Linked DNA regions of Hordeum vulgare: region 2 is linked to region 1. Evidence: chromatin contacts called from public Hi-C data. All regions are on one chromosome and are shown on one strand. Each heading gives the region's core, a stretch centred on a gene start, on an enhancer-like site or on the middle of the called end of the contact. The rest is flanking DNA. Distances are from core to core; before and after follow the strand shown. Region 1 has its middle 170 kb from the start of LOC123434023. Region 2 holds the start of LOC123434039 (trihelix transcription factor GTL1-like).

Region 1 (7,034 bases), core at 2,655-5,154:
TGGAGTGAGAAGAAATGTTACTGTGTTGTTGTCTTGAGTGTAAAATAAAAGCCTCTTACTCTAAATCTCTTTGCTTTCAATCAACTTTTTTTTGAGAAAAGGCTCAGCAAGCCATTACATTACCACAAAATAGGTTTTACAATCCTCCTTAAGTAACATCCTTAAGGGAGAGGGTACATATCCTGTTTTATTGTGGTCACCGTTTCTTCTAGCTAGAGCTGCTAGTTCATGCGCCATCTTGTTGCTGATCTTTTTCAAGGCATGGATGGAAATCTTCCTGCACTGTTTCATGAGATACCATTTGTCCGTGACCCAGTCGTAGTACTTCTTCAGTTCAGATAAACCATGCAAAACAGCTGCTAGCTCCGCTTCTTCTGGATCTCTACAGGAAGACAAGCGCTGGCCACCTGCAAACGGAAAAAAAAAATCTGACAATTACCAAAATTTAGGGGAATGAGAGAACCACAATGAACAACTACCAAACGGAAGAACCTTAGCACTGAAATTAAATGCCTCAGCCATAAAAAACACTAACTGTCAAGTTCACCAGTAGACCAATTGTTTGACTCCTCTCACTCCCCTTTGTGGAGGTTGTCTAAATCAATAACGGATTGGCGACTTAGCGATGTCGTGCAGTAGAGCAGGCAGTTCCGCATATAGACCCGGAATACCAACATATGCAATTATGCCGCAAGTTAATTAACGTGAGGCATAATAGTGCACGGATAATAACCTGTCCATGAGCCATTGCAGCTTCACAGAATCTGCTGGAAGGTAGAAGACAACCCCTACAGAAGTAGTGAACCAAGCAGTACCAAGCTTGAATTCATCCTCCAAGAGTATACACATTCATTTTGAATTATGTTGTCACAAAACACACCCGTCCATAGCATATATCACGATTGCTGGAAAATCACAATTGTAAATTTGAGTGCATCTGCTTTATTTACAATAGAGAAGGAGAAAACATTATTTTTTTCTCTAAGTGAACTATGCACTTTGTGAAAGAATATTAGACGACAACAAATAATTTCAAAATTAGCCAGTTAAGAAATTGCAAGATGAAGATATTCATGAATAATACTCTCAGACAAGAACGGTTAAAGGAGAAAGCAGTGCCTCACGTTGCAAGGTTTCAGCATAGCAGAATGAGCCAATCCTGTGAATCCTGTGGAACTCAATGGAGCCTGCATTCATTTGGGAGCACATAGAACAACATCGATTGAAAAAAAGCCATGCATAATTTTGGGGAGGGTGTAGGTACCAACAAGGGAACACACTTGTAGAAGGGCGGAGGGACTAATTATCGACATTAGTCTCAACCATGGTTGCCGGCAAAATATTTGCGCAAGTAATGACGGATTGAGGGCAATGTGGAAAGCGAAGCTGAAAAATGGAGACTAAATGGACGCAATTGAATTGTATTTGTAACTGACCCCCAGTAATTGGCCACCAGTGAGTGCGCCTCATCGATTGCAGTTAATGGTCCGCTGCAACTAAGAACTGATTCTCGCTGACAATTGAAGGCGAATCGACATGGGACGGTCCGCTGCCCGGTGACCGCATGGTGGCGTCGCCCAACGAGACCATCCGCCCAACCGCGTTGGTCGCCATGTGAGGAACCACCGGGCCTCCTTCACCGAAGCGCATGGGCGCCATGCTTCGATCCCGCACCTCCGGTCGATCCAATCGACTCCACGCATCGGGACTGAACACTCACCGGTCGATCCTAGCTATGTAACCCTAGTCGATGGACCTCTTTAGCGAACTGGACGAGTGGATCTCCTTCACCGAGACGCCTGGGCTGTAATGGGCTGGCCTACAGCCTAGTTAACTGTAGGGATCCATTTCGGCCTGTGGAGCAGCAGCCCACCGGACAGTCAGTCCAGTTATTCCTAGATGTGGGACATATCGCTTTAAACAGGAGATCCAACGACCAGTAATGTTCAGATCATGAAAATGGACGGTAAAAACGATGATCGCTGAGAGGACTTGGTTTAGACTCAGTTTTACTGTCCTTAATATTTGATTAAAGTGGATGGATGCAAGTGATCAAGTTGAATTAGAGGAAATATGATGTTGCGATCGCAACATCATATTTCCTCTAATTCAACTTGATCGCAACATCATATTTCCTCTAATTCAACTTGATCACTTGCATCCATCCACTTTAATCTAAATGTAGTTGCTGGCACAATAATTATTGATGTTGTATATTAATATGTGTAACCGTGTGTAAATATTATATATATATATATATATATATGTGCGTTTACTAGTGGCGTGGGTTAGAAAAGCACGACACTGATAACTCACTTAGCAGTAGCGATGTCTAAGGGCCGCTACTTCTAAACTTTAGCAGTAGCGCTGGGCAAACGGTTAGATGTAGCGCCGTAGCAGTAGCGCGGACACCCGCGCTACTGATAGTTCAAAAACCCGCACGACTCCTAGGGTTTTCCCTAGTAGTGAGGAGGCGGCGTACCAGCAACAGCTCGCGGAGGCTATCGCGTTGTCGGCCGCCGGGGACTGTGTCGTGCCACCTCCGCCGAAGCCCGAGCCCACAGAGCCGTGGGAGGTCTACCAGTGGACCAGCTGCATCCGCGAGTTTGCGAGTGCGCCGCCCATCTGGCTAGGCGCGACACCACAGCAGGAGCAAGCCTACCTCGAGCACTGGAGGACGGCATACTTGCAGGCGGAGCGCGCTGAAGGCCTTCGGCTGATGGAGCTGGAGAAGGAGGCGGAGGAGGAACGATGGAAGATGAAGGAGGAGGAGCGCCCCCGTGCTGCTGTGCTGCCACCGCCACCAGCACAGCCCGCGTCGGCGGGACAGACTACGGAGGAGCAGGCAGCTGCTCTCTGGAACACGGCGTTTCCTTGGGCTGGCCCTGCGCCTACGCTGGTCGACCTCACGGATCGCCGCCGCCGCCTAGGGCTGCCTCGTAGTTTTACTCTCTTTTAATTAATGTAATGCGGACGCGTGGACTTTCGCAGGCCTTCGTGGCTGGCTTTTTATGTTTAATTACACATATTTATTATTTTTGCAAATATTTTAAATATATTTTTACACGTTGATAAAAATGGGTCGGGCAAGCGATGGCCGCTTGCTTCGATTCAAACGATGAAGCGGACATTGGTATATGCTGGGTCGAGCCAAACGAACAAAATGACGTTTGTTGCTCTTAGCTGCGTGCACGGTCACGATCGCCTTTCACCGCTTAGTCACTACTCCTAGATGCCTCCTTCTCGTGCCAATGGCAGCATCAATCACTATTTGCCACCTTCTGGGCAGCACGGATAGCTCAGCTGGGCTCAGCCTTGATCAGCCGCCACACATGTGGCTCTTCCCAGGCCAAGCATCAGGCGCGGCAAGGACCAGTTTTTACTGTATCACGGCACGACTAAAAGCAGGAAAAGAACGGCCGTGAGTCTACGACCACGCGGCCTCCTGAACGCACGAGCCTCAGAAAAGGAAGTCATTTATTTTCCTTTCTCACGTAGAGGGAGATTGACAGGTGAAGGAGACTGATGCCGAGAGATCTGTGCCTCGGTATCTCAGACACCTGTTACAGAGACGCGATTGGTCCATCTCTGAACGTCTTACCGTCACATTGTGATGTGTGACAGAAGGCCAAAGCTTCACATCCAAGGTGGAAATCATGGAGCTTCTGGGTGACTTTGTTGTCTCAGCACTTGAGCCTGAAACATTTTAGACGGAAGACGGTACCATAACAAGTGCAGGTCACATGAGATGTGAGGTTGGTTATGGTTCAGTTCTCTAGAACGGGGTCTGGACCTGACCTGTTGTACGTTTCTAATAGTGCGGCTGGTATTAAAAGTGCCCAAGTGCCAAGCAAGGACGTAACCACCTGCCGCCATCAAGAATTCCCCCTTGTGCCACCGTTGCACGAGTATGTTTCTGAGAGAGGTGATGAGTGCCGGAAGTCCCTGGTCGATCCGCGCCAAACGTATCGCTTCACGCAAGCAAAAGTGGCCAGATCGATGGACGGGTCCGGACTGGCGTTGTCGTTTACTTGTGGCTACGACTATGTTTAGTTTTTTTTTTTTTTTTTTTTTTTTTGAGGGGGACTATGTTTAGTTTTGACATGTGTGGACTCTGCACTCTGCAGTCGGCTTGTCCGGAGTCAAAGATGAACAGCGGCACGTTTTGGTATGGTTGGTTGCTGCGGCAGTAGGTAATTAAAATATGGTCTCCTCGTGGTAAGTACCGCAGGACTGGAGCGTGGAAAAATACCAGGTCTTCAGGTGCACGCCTAGGTTGGTCTCTGTACGCAACGCTGTGAAAACGAGCCACTTTGCTTGCTGAATCCGTGTTCTGAAATTACTTAGAGCGACATTAATGGGGCGAATCATATCATTCACGCGTGTTCGTTTTAATTGTCGCAGACATAAAATTCGGCCAAACAACGATTCAAACGAACACATGATCTTTTTCTCTGTACGCGATTCGTTTCAGACTTAAATTTGGATCGTATTTACATCGACGCGAACATAGGATAGACATCTCCGACGTCCACCCTTTTCTTCTCCGTGGCCCGATCATCGATGGCACATCGGTTAGTCTCCTTTTTCTCCCTTCGTCTTCAACTCACTCGTCCGTCTCACATTCCACCGTCGCCGTCCACTTTCATCGACACTAGCAACCATCTGTCCATAGATAGGTCACCCTCCTGACGGCTTCATCTTCTGTTGTCATCGCCCAGCTCCGCTACCTTGTGGTGGAGCGCAAGGTTCTTCATTGGTCGGCTTCTTCCACGACACCCGTAAGATGTTCGACGATTTGCCCGTAAGGTATAAATGGACTCTGATAATGATTTTTTTTCTATAACACTCTGTGTGATTCAGATGATTCTTCATCTGATGATGGGGAGGTCGTCGTAGCTGCGTTGGTTGTCCACAACCACCTAAGTATGAAGCGTCCGCAGTTTAGGGGCACGATACCAGGGCACACGTCGACACTCAATCGTAACAGGGAGAGTGGTCATTTCCTACTTTGGAACGACTACTTCAAGACCCCAAATCCGCTCTTTAAACATCACATGTTCCGACGCCGTTTCTGTATGGCTAGACATGTGTTCAACAGTATTCGGAAGGGGTGGTGGGGTACGATAACTATTTCGAGTGCAAGACGGATGCCCTTGGAAAGATTGACTTCTCTTCTTATCAGAAATGCACTGCTGTCATTCGGATGCTTGTATACGGAGTTCCCGGTGATTTCATTAATGGGTATGTCCGGATGAGTGAGTCCACATGCTTGAAGTCCATGTATAGGTTTTGCAAGGCTGGCATAGTTGTGTTTGAGCCAGAGTACTTGAGAGAGACAACTCTTGCTGATACAGCACGGTTGATGGCGATGAATGCTAGCAAGGGGTTCCCGGTGATGCTTCATAGCATAGATTGTATGTACTGGAAGTGAAAAAAATGTCCTCTGCTTGGCAAGGCCAGTATAAGGGCCATGTCTGAGCTTGCACTGTCATATTTGTGGTCGTTGCTTCCCAAGATCACTGGATTTAACACTCTTTCTTTGAAATGGCCAGATATCACAACGATATCAATGTGCTCCAACGCTCTCCGGTGTTTGCTAGGATGGAAGAATGCAATTTTCCGGAGGTTAATGTTGAGATCAATGACCACCGATACAACAATTGATACTATATAGCTGACAGTATCTATCCATAGTGGACTACTCTTATCATTGTCAAGACAATTAACAACCGTGTAGGAGAGAAGAGAAGGAGATTTTTCCAAGAGCAAGAGAGTGGTAGAAAGGTTGTAGAGTATGCCTTTGGCGTTCTTCAATCTCAATGGGGCATCGCTCGGTATCCTGATAGAACTTGGAGCATCAAAAAGTTACGAGGGGTGATGACAGCTTGTGTGATCATGCAAAATATGATCATAGAGGATGAGCGTCCAAAACATCTATATGATCATGGGTCTCAGTTTCAGGGTGACAATGTTGTGCCTTAACATGGAGGAGCGGCAACGTTTGCACAGTTCACCAAATTTCATCATGATATGTATGATTGAAAAACTCACATGCAGTTGTACAATGATTTCATTGTGTACACTTTTCAAGAATTCGTCCAATTAATCACTTACTATGCCAGTTAATCGCTACTCATTGGGTGATCAAAATGAATAACACCTATTCATCGTGTTAACTTGTTAGACCGATTAGTTGATCTGTAAGACCGATTAATCGCTGCCTACCCATTAACTTTTGTGCAAACAAAGCCCATTATTCCCTAACCCCTCCCATCCCCCTCTCGCTCCTCAATAGCTCAGGATCAACCAAATGGTAGAATATTTTGGTATAGTACATAGTCGAGAGCGTGAGAGTATGGTATAATACATAAAAACAAGATATATGTTGGCAAGTTTCTATTAAATCTATCGATTAATGATCAACTGATTAATCCGATTAAGATGTTGGTTCACCGATTAATCGCTACTCCCAAGCCGACCGAGCAGCTACCAGTTATCGATGTCTTGAACAGTGATTATGCATATGTGGCTTCATGTTCAACCAATACATGCATCGACAACTTTTTTTCGAAACGTATTAAATATAAATTTGGTTTGTAAACTACGAGATATTTACGTGGTTCTTGAACTATGTAATATTTTCTATTTTTATTAAACTTTGTTAATCTAGGATCAAATTTTATAAATATGTGACAAAATGATTAAAAATGATCACAAGCTTGTCGCGCGGGTGAAAAATGGGTTAACACATTGGGTGCATGGTCGACCCAAAAAAAACCGAGGCACACATGTTGATTCAAACGAACAAAACACGAACAAAACGCATGTCCATTTAGGTCGCCTCGTTGAAATTACTCTTAATACTTCAGTAAAGTATATTTGGTACTCCTACTACTTTCCTCTAGACCCACCGGCGGCACTGGTCATCTAGTAAAGTATGTGTGATATGAGAGCGGTATATTAAACGTGCATCGATAGCATCTATAGCCGTAACTTGTAAATATGGTCCCTCAAACGCCCGTGAATGTGTT
Region 2 (7,034 bases), core at 3,311-5,810, 490 kb before region 1:
TGACAATATTTTGGAAGAGAGATCCTTATGGGATCTATAACCAGAGTAAGCTTACAATAATTTAGGCATCAGATCTAGAGTATAATCAGATGTGAACCTGTAGCTTTAGCCTGCATCTACCTTTAGCCATTAAAATACAGAAAACACAGTAGGCATCAAGCATGTAGTGATGGAGTTCACATATACTCAAAAGAATGCTGGGTGCAAGAACAGCAAGAATATAAGATATAGTATGTCACAAGTATACACTGTAATAGTTGTGTAAAAACAGTTGGTAAGAAGAAGAAAAACTCGCTAATACATAATGGACAATTTCGGTAATTTTGAAGAAAAATAGATCAGAAGGAAAAAAAAAATCCGCATATGCTCCAGCACCTTCTTCCTCATGGCCTGCAGGCGAGTACCATCGATCCTTTTTCATTTTTCACCGTTCCATTGCAGCACGTACAGTACCACACTGTAGAGCAGTAGCCGCATGCGCCCAATCGACGAAAGTAACAAGGACACGCTCTTCTCTTCATTTTAACCGAGCGCGAGCTGGATCGATCTTATTACCAGGGTCTTTTTACCACCCCGATGTAGTAGTAATTAACCTCTCAGCGAAGCCCTCCGGCAAGAAGGGTTCTTATTAATCACCACGACAAATCAATAAATAACCAGACCACCATTTTTTTCACTGTAACACTGTAATTAACACAGCAACGAATCAAGAAACGGATGCAGCTGCTAGCTTGGAGTATCTGGGACGGGACATGGAGAGGGAGGGTGTGTATCGGAGTAGCAACGTCGACGACGACGATGCGCGCGCATGCATATGCATGCATGCAGGCGAATGATTCTGACATGGACATGCCGTCGTCGCTACGTGCATGCAATGCATATGAGGGGTGCTGGAGCTTGGTGGAGGAGGAGAGCTCTTGAGTTTTAGGTTTCTGAGATGCGGAGATGTATGGAGTATGGACGGGGGTGGAAGAGCCGACGGGGTAGGTAGATAGATACAAATGGTACAAGAAAGAGAGAAAGAGAAGGTAGAAAGCCATCTATTGAATTGATTGATGGGGGTATGGGGAGAGAGCTAGTCACCGGGGTGGTGTATGGATCTACTGGACCATGCCCAGGAAAGATCCGGCTGTCGTCGTTGCCGGCGCCGGTGCGCTGGGAGCGGCAGCAGCACCCGGCGGGTTGCCGCCGCCGCTGGACGAGGTGGCGTTCGGCCTGACAACGTTGTGGTGGTGCTGTTGATGCTGATTCTGGTGTTGTTGCTGCCCCTGGAACTGGATCTTGTACTGCGTTTTGTTGCCGTCGAGGTCGTCCTCCTCGTCCTCATCCTCGTAGTCGTCCTCGTCCTCGTCGTCCTCGTCCATGTTATCGCTGTCGGCGCCGCCGCCGCCCGTACGGTTGTAGCTGTTGAGCAACGCCTGCTGCGCCGCCTGCGGCTGCGGCTGCGGTTGCGGTTGCGGCTGTGGCTGCCTCTGCTCCATCGTCGTCGTCTCCTTCATAATGCCTTCTAGCTTTAAATGCGCAGTGTTATGCAATCAGCATTGGATCACGGAAGAAACGAACAGCAGGGTACCACATGTACGTGCCAATTGGCTACGGCCACATCCAGAATGCACATTACCTTTTTCGCCGCCTTGTTGCCGCCTGCTTCGCTGAAGACGAACCTGCTGCCGCCGTTGCTCGCCACCCTTTGCACTCCCCCGGAGACTCCTTCCGACGCGTTGCCGCCATTACTGTTGCCGTTCCCGGCGTTGCTGGCGTCAGTCTTGGCCACCCCCACAGGTGCCACGGCGTGCTGCTGTGGAGACGTCTGCGAGATCGGCGCCGCGACGGTGAACGCCTCGATGCGGTCCTGGGGAGCTGCATTGGCGTGCTCTGCTGGCGGCGGCAAAGACAGTGGGCTGCCGGCGCCGGATGGGGAGCTGAGCGCCGCCTTGTTGCGGTAGAGCGCCTCGAGCTGGTGGAAGTAGGGGCACGTCTTGGAGTCCTCGGGCCGCTTCTTGTTGCTCTCCTTCACCTTCTTGAAGTACTTGTTGATGTTCTCCCACTTCTCCTTGCACCGCTTGGAGCTCCGGTTGTAGCCCATCCGACGCATGCCGGCGGAGATCTCTTCCCAGAGCGGTCCCTTCGGCCCGGCCTCTTGGTACCTCATGTCCAGGTTGCTCCGGAGTTGGATCAGCGCGTGCACCTCCGTCTTGGGCCACCGCGACGATGCCGGTCCGCTGCCGCCACCGGACCCGTCGTACCCCGACGAATCGTGCGGCGCTTCGGATGGCGTCACGACGATGTCCATGCAGCTTGAATTCACGGCCGGCGCTTGCTGCTGTAGCTGTGGCGTCGCTGGAGCCGGCGACTTGTGCGGCTGCGGAGTCACGGGCGGCATTGTTGGCGGCTTATGCTGCCGTGGCGAGGGTTGAGGCTGCGAGTGCGTGGCAGGTGGCTGCGAAGACGACGGCGGTGGAGGAACTGGCGCGGCGGAGTATGCTATGGGTGAGGCGTGAGGCTGCGATGGTGGTGGCGGTGGCATGAATGTGATGGCCTGCGCGGCGATGGAGGGCATGGGGATAGTCTGCCCGGTGATCTTCTGTATGAAGGAGAGAACGGCGGCGTCGCGGGTAGCAGCCATGGCGCGCTCCTGCGCGAGGATCTCCTGCTCGCGCGCGAGGCGCGCCATCTCCTGCCTCCGCCACGCCTCCTCGCGGATCATGCGGTCCTGCTCCCGCTTCTCGATGGCCTCCAGGAATCGCTGCTGCATCGCCTCCTGACGCTCCATCACCTGCTTCATCAGCCCCTCGAAGAACCTCATCATCTTCCCGCTCCCGGCCTCGCCGCCAGTAGCGGCCGCGGCGCCACCCTCCGACGTCCTCTTCCTCTTCCCTCGCTCGTCGGCGCCGCCACCCATGTCGTCCGTGCCCTCGTCGTCGGAAGAGTCGTCCTCGTCCGAGTACTCCTCCGTGTTGGACGTTGAGAAGCTCATGTTGCCCACTACCACCGGCGTCGGCAGGCCTGCCGTAGCGGCGGCCGAGGCACCAAGAGGCGGGGGCTCGGCGAGGGGCCGTACGGCTGTGGGGCCCACCACCCCAGGTACTCCAACGGCTGTGGCCGGCGGCGGGGCCGACGCCATCGGAGCCGGCGTCGCTCCGGGCGTGCCGTGCAGCGCCTCGAGCTGTCGGAAGAAGCGGTAAGCTTTGCCGTCGTTGCGGCCGGCGCGGCTGTCCTTGGTGCGCTTGTAGTACTTGTGAACGTTCTCGAACTTCTCCTTGCACTTCTTGGCGTTCCGCCTGTACCCCTCCTCGGCCAGCTTCCTGCCAACCACCACCAACACCAATCATCATGAGCATCAGCGGCACAAAGCGAAAAAAACCTCGTCAATGGAGCTCTACTCTACAACCACAATTGCACACATACGAACTCACACATCATGCAAGTAAACCGTAACCCTCACACAAAAGCTGCATGCATGTACTAGTAGAATTTTACTCGATTTGGGCACCCAAATGCAAAAGATATACTAGAAAGGCATATGCATACATGCAGCACTAGCAAGAATGGCAAATCCCAAGAAGAATGCAAAGTAAATTAAATCGGGAATAAAAATCCAACTTTTGTGTGCAGAAATTCAGAGGGCCAGAGTAAAAGACAGCGTCTCCGGGATAGATGCCCCCCGGATCTGAAGCTTACCGGAGTAGTACCTCTCATGTCGAAGGGATGGTTGGACAAAAAAAATCAGGGAAAGGTGGGGAAGGAGAGCGATATGATTTTAAAATGGAAAAAAGTCACTGTGCTCGTGAAGGATAGTTAAGGCAAAAGTGTAAAAAAGAAGTGTTTTTTAGCGGGTAATTGAACAGCCGCGGCTGACGGGAATCACACCACGCCGGCGCCGAGATTTCATGCGGCATTACGCCGACGGCAATTTCCGGCCTCGACGGACGGCGACGCCGGCGACGGCGCGCGCAATTGCCTGGCAGAGGTCAATTAGTGGGCTGTAATTTACCTGGAGACCTCTTCCCAGAGTGGGCCCTTGAAGGTGGCGTCCCGGAACGCGGCGTCCATGTCCGACCGGATCTTGAGCAGCGCCAGGGTCTCCTGCCGCGGCCACCGGTTTCCTCCAGCGCCGCCGCCCAAGCCTTCCTCGCCGGCCGCTGCCGCGGCGAGTGCCTCTTCGTCGAAGCCCACAGCGCCGGCACCTGCTAGCTCGTTGTTGAGCTGTTGCTGCTGCTGCGGCGGCCCTGGCGCCGGCGGGCGGCTGCTGATGGGCGAGGGCGCCTCGGCCATGGAGATCCGCTGCTGGCCGGTGCTCCTAGACGGCGAGAATGGCGGCATCTCTGGGGGATGCAAGCCGAACTGCTGGCCCGGGCCTCCACCCTGCTGCTGCTGCTGCTGCATGCTAGTACACACTGGGTGCACGTCGCCGACCGAGCTTTACCACAGGCGCATAGGGAATGGAGGCGACTGAATGATCAGTACATGAGAGAGAGAGAGAGAGAGAGAGAGAGAGAGAGAGAGAGAGAGGTGAAAAAGATGGGAGGCCAGGACAAGCAGAAAGAGCACAGAGAGAGAGAGAGAGAGAGAGAGAGAGAGAAGGAGTGGGGAAAAAGGGAAAGGAACAGAGATGAGGTGGTAGGCAGGTGAGGGATGAAGATGAAGAAGAGGAATAGAGGAGCGCTAGTACAGGAAGCCTGGCACAAGAAAAATACTAGCCCTGCAAGGGAGAGGGGAGGGGAGGAGGAAGAAAGAAGACGGAGAGGAAAAAAGAAATAAGATACCTTCAGTAAGCCTGCAATAAATAATAGGGTGGATGGAGGAGAGAGAGGGGACGAGAATATGATAGCTGTGAAGGAAAGAGAGAGAGAGAGAGAGAGAGAGAGAGAGAGAGAGGGGTGTTGAGGAGTGAAATGTTGAGTGCAAGGAGAGATGGCTGTTTGTTGTGTGCAGACGATGATGAGGGGGATGATGCGGGAGATAAAACAAACGGGATGCTGCGCTGTCAGGGTGGCTTTACCTCCCTCCCTGACTAATGCCCCTACAGCTAGTTAAAAACCCAAAGGACGGAGGAGAGGGAGAGGAGTGCCGGGCAATGGTATGGTAGAGAGAGAAACATGTGAGCGGCATGGAGAGGAGATGAGAGGAGAGGAGAGAGAGAGGCTTGTGATGAAAGGGAGGGGAGCACAAATACCCATCTACAAAACTCCCCCTACCTCAATCCCCATGGAGGAATATGTTGGATTCTGTGGTCATCTTAGTCATTTCTCCCATACAATATATCTTAGTCATATACAGTATTATCCATCGGATTAACCTTTCTTAGCTACCAGTAACTTTACACTCGTATTCCTCCTAGCTAGTACAGCCTCTGTTATCACAACTTTTCGATGCACCTAATTTTGAGGGTTAGAAGCGACTGTTGCAGTGAAACAATTCATTACAGTGAGTTTTTCTTCTCTTTTCTGCAGTGGTATTTTTTACAAAAGAAACGTAAATTTGGTATTGACAAAAAAACATAAATTTGGCCTCAAAAGCCAAAGAAAAAGCTGTATGCATGAGAGAACAAAATTAGTTAGGAGAAACGGGGGAGAGAGAGAAAAGAAAAGAAAAGGTACTAGGACGAGGAGTGAGAGAAGGAGCAGACAAGACCACATTATAACAGCTGTGCCGTGGGCCCGCGCGGAGAGCGAAAGAGGCGCAGAACGTGCCCCGGCGATTAACGCGGACCCCCCCATCACCACCCGCCCAGGCAACACCGACGCGGTGCACCGCGCGCAGACGCCACTGAGCTGCGGGCCCGTAACTTTGCTTGACCCACGCGTCATGCGTTTCGGCTGGAGAATACGCCTGTGCGCGGAGAAGGCGGAGGAGTATAAAAATGGCCATGCATTGGCATGTTGTGGGTTAATCCCTCCCTTTCCAGGTAATAAATGGCCATGTGGCCCCTTTTAATGATTAGGCAAAAAAATCTGACCGATTAATTAAGTTAACCACCTCGATTATTATTTTTCCCTGCTTAAGTTAATGTATATGTATGGGCAGGATGGCATTTATTTTCACATGGAAATGCGTTTTTAGAAATGTATATGGGGCAGTGAGTTGAAGTGGAGAACAGTCACGGGCTGTTTGTATCCGAAAAAAGAAAATCCTGTCTAGCACATATACATATGCATTTAGCATTTACATGAGATTTGATGGTTAGGGTTGGAGTCCTGCACAAAAATACCATCCACATATGTATTTCACTGTATCTTTTTAATTGACCACATCAAAGCGAATAAATGATAGTACATACTAACATTATTGAGCCAAAAACATGATAAGTATATGCCACTGGTTTCAGTATACTAGCAATAAAAGATGTGCAACATGTTAAAATATTTGATCACATCTTAAATACAGACACAATGTATGTTGTATTACGGCAAATGACACATATCATTTCATGCATTGCGTTAAAATATTTGCAAGTGTCAACTTTTAGCTTAAATTTTGTGCTAGTTGTGAGTGTCCAGTTTATCTATGAGCCATTGAATGAATATTTTGAATGAATTGGTTCTAATGAAGCTGTACTTTCTATCCTGGTATTGATCATACTACATGCATCAATGCAAAAATTGGCCCAGTTTTTTTATGCGGCTTAAAAAATAAGCTGTCTCTTTCCAACTTAAAAAATAAATCGCTTCATAAATCAGTTGAGGCTTTTAATTGGATATGTCATAGCTAATTCAGAACCCACATTGAATGAGATAGATGGCTTATGGAAAAAACTGAAAAGGAGACGACTTTATTTTAAGCGTAAAAAAAACTGATCCATAGCGCGTCACTCTATCTATCCATCCGTCTTCATAAATATAGATATATGTATATATATGATTGAAACTTTAGCGGCGACTCATTTTCAATGTGCGTATAATAGGCAAAACAACATTGAGTATAGCATCTCTTATTCACTATATATCCTAAAGATATGCAATACATGACGTACTAAATTACTAGTTTGTCGCTCCCGTGTTATATATATATATATATATATATATATATAGTAC

The links. Hi-C and Micro-C count contacts between places; a contact is called where the count stands out from the background.
Region 2: a contact with region 1 is called in a Hi-C map of leaf, with 4 times the contacts expected there. The contact joins the promoter of LOC123434039 here to the enhancer-like site in region 1. A contact is called at or near these places in 3 of 6 Hi-C or Micro-C datasets (leaf and seedling) and 1 of 1 datasets of contacts at active chromatin or transcription factors (embryo).

Annotation. Positions count from the first base shown.
Region 1 is chr1H:327,425,086-327,432,119 of MorexV3_pseudomolecules_assembly, reverse strand. No RefSeq gene overlaps it. Among protein-coding and RNA genes, the nearest start is that of LOC123434023, 170 kb to the right of the region's middle. Within about 2 kb of position 3,904, at least 3 of the 3 cell types and tissues checked have open chromatin away from gene starts, as enhancers often do. A contact at or near this core is called in leaf and seedling, where this site is marked.
Region 2 is chr1H:327,911,324-327,918,357 of MorexV3_pseudomolecules_assembly, reverse strand. LOC123434039 (trihelix transcription factor GTL1-like) reads right to left here and starts at 4,560. Exons shown (of 3, transcript XM_045115489.1): 1 at 3,995-4,560; 2 at 1,622-3,305; 3 at 203-1,511. The coding sequence starts at 4,386. The coding sequence ends at 1,101. It overlaps LOC123434055 (a long non-coding RNA gene), which reads left to right and starts at 4,472. Exons shown (of 2, transcript XR_006625353.1): 1 at 4,472-4,512; 2 at 4,554-4,758.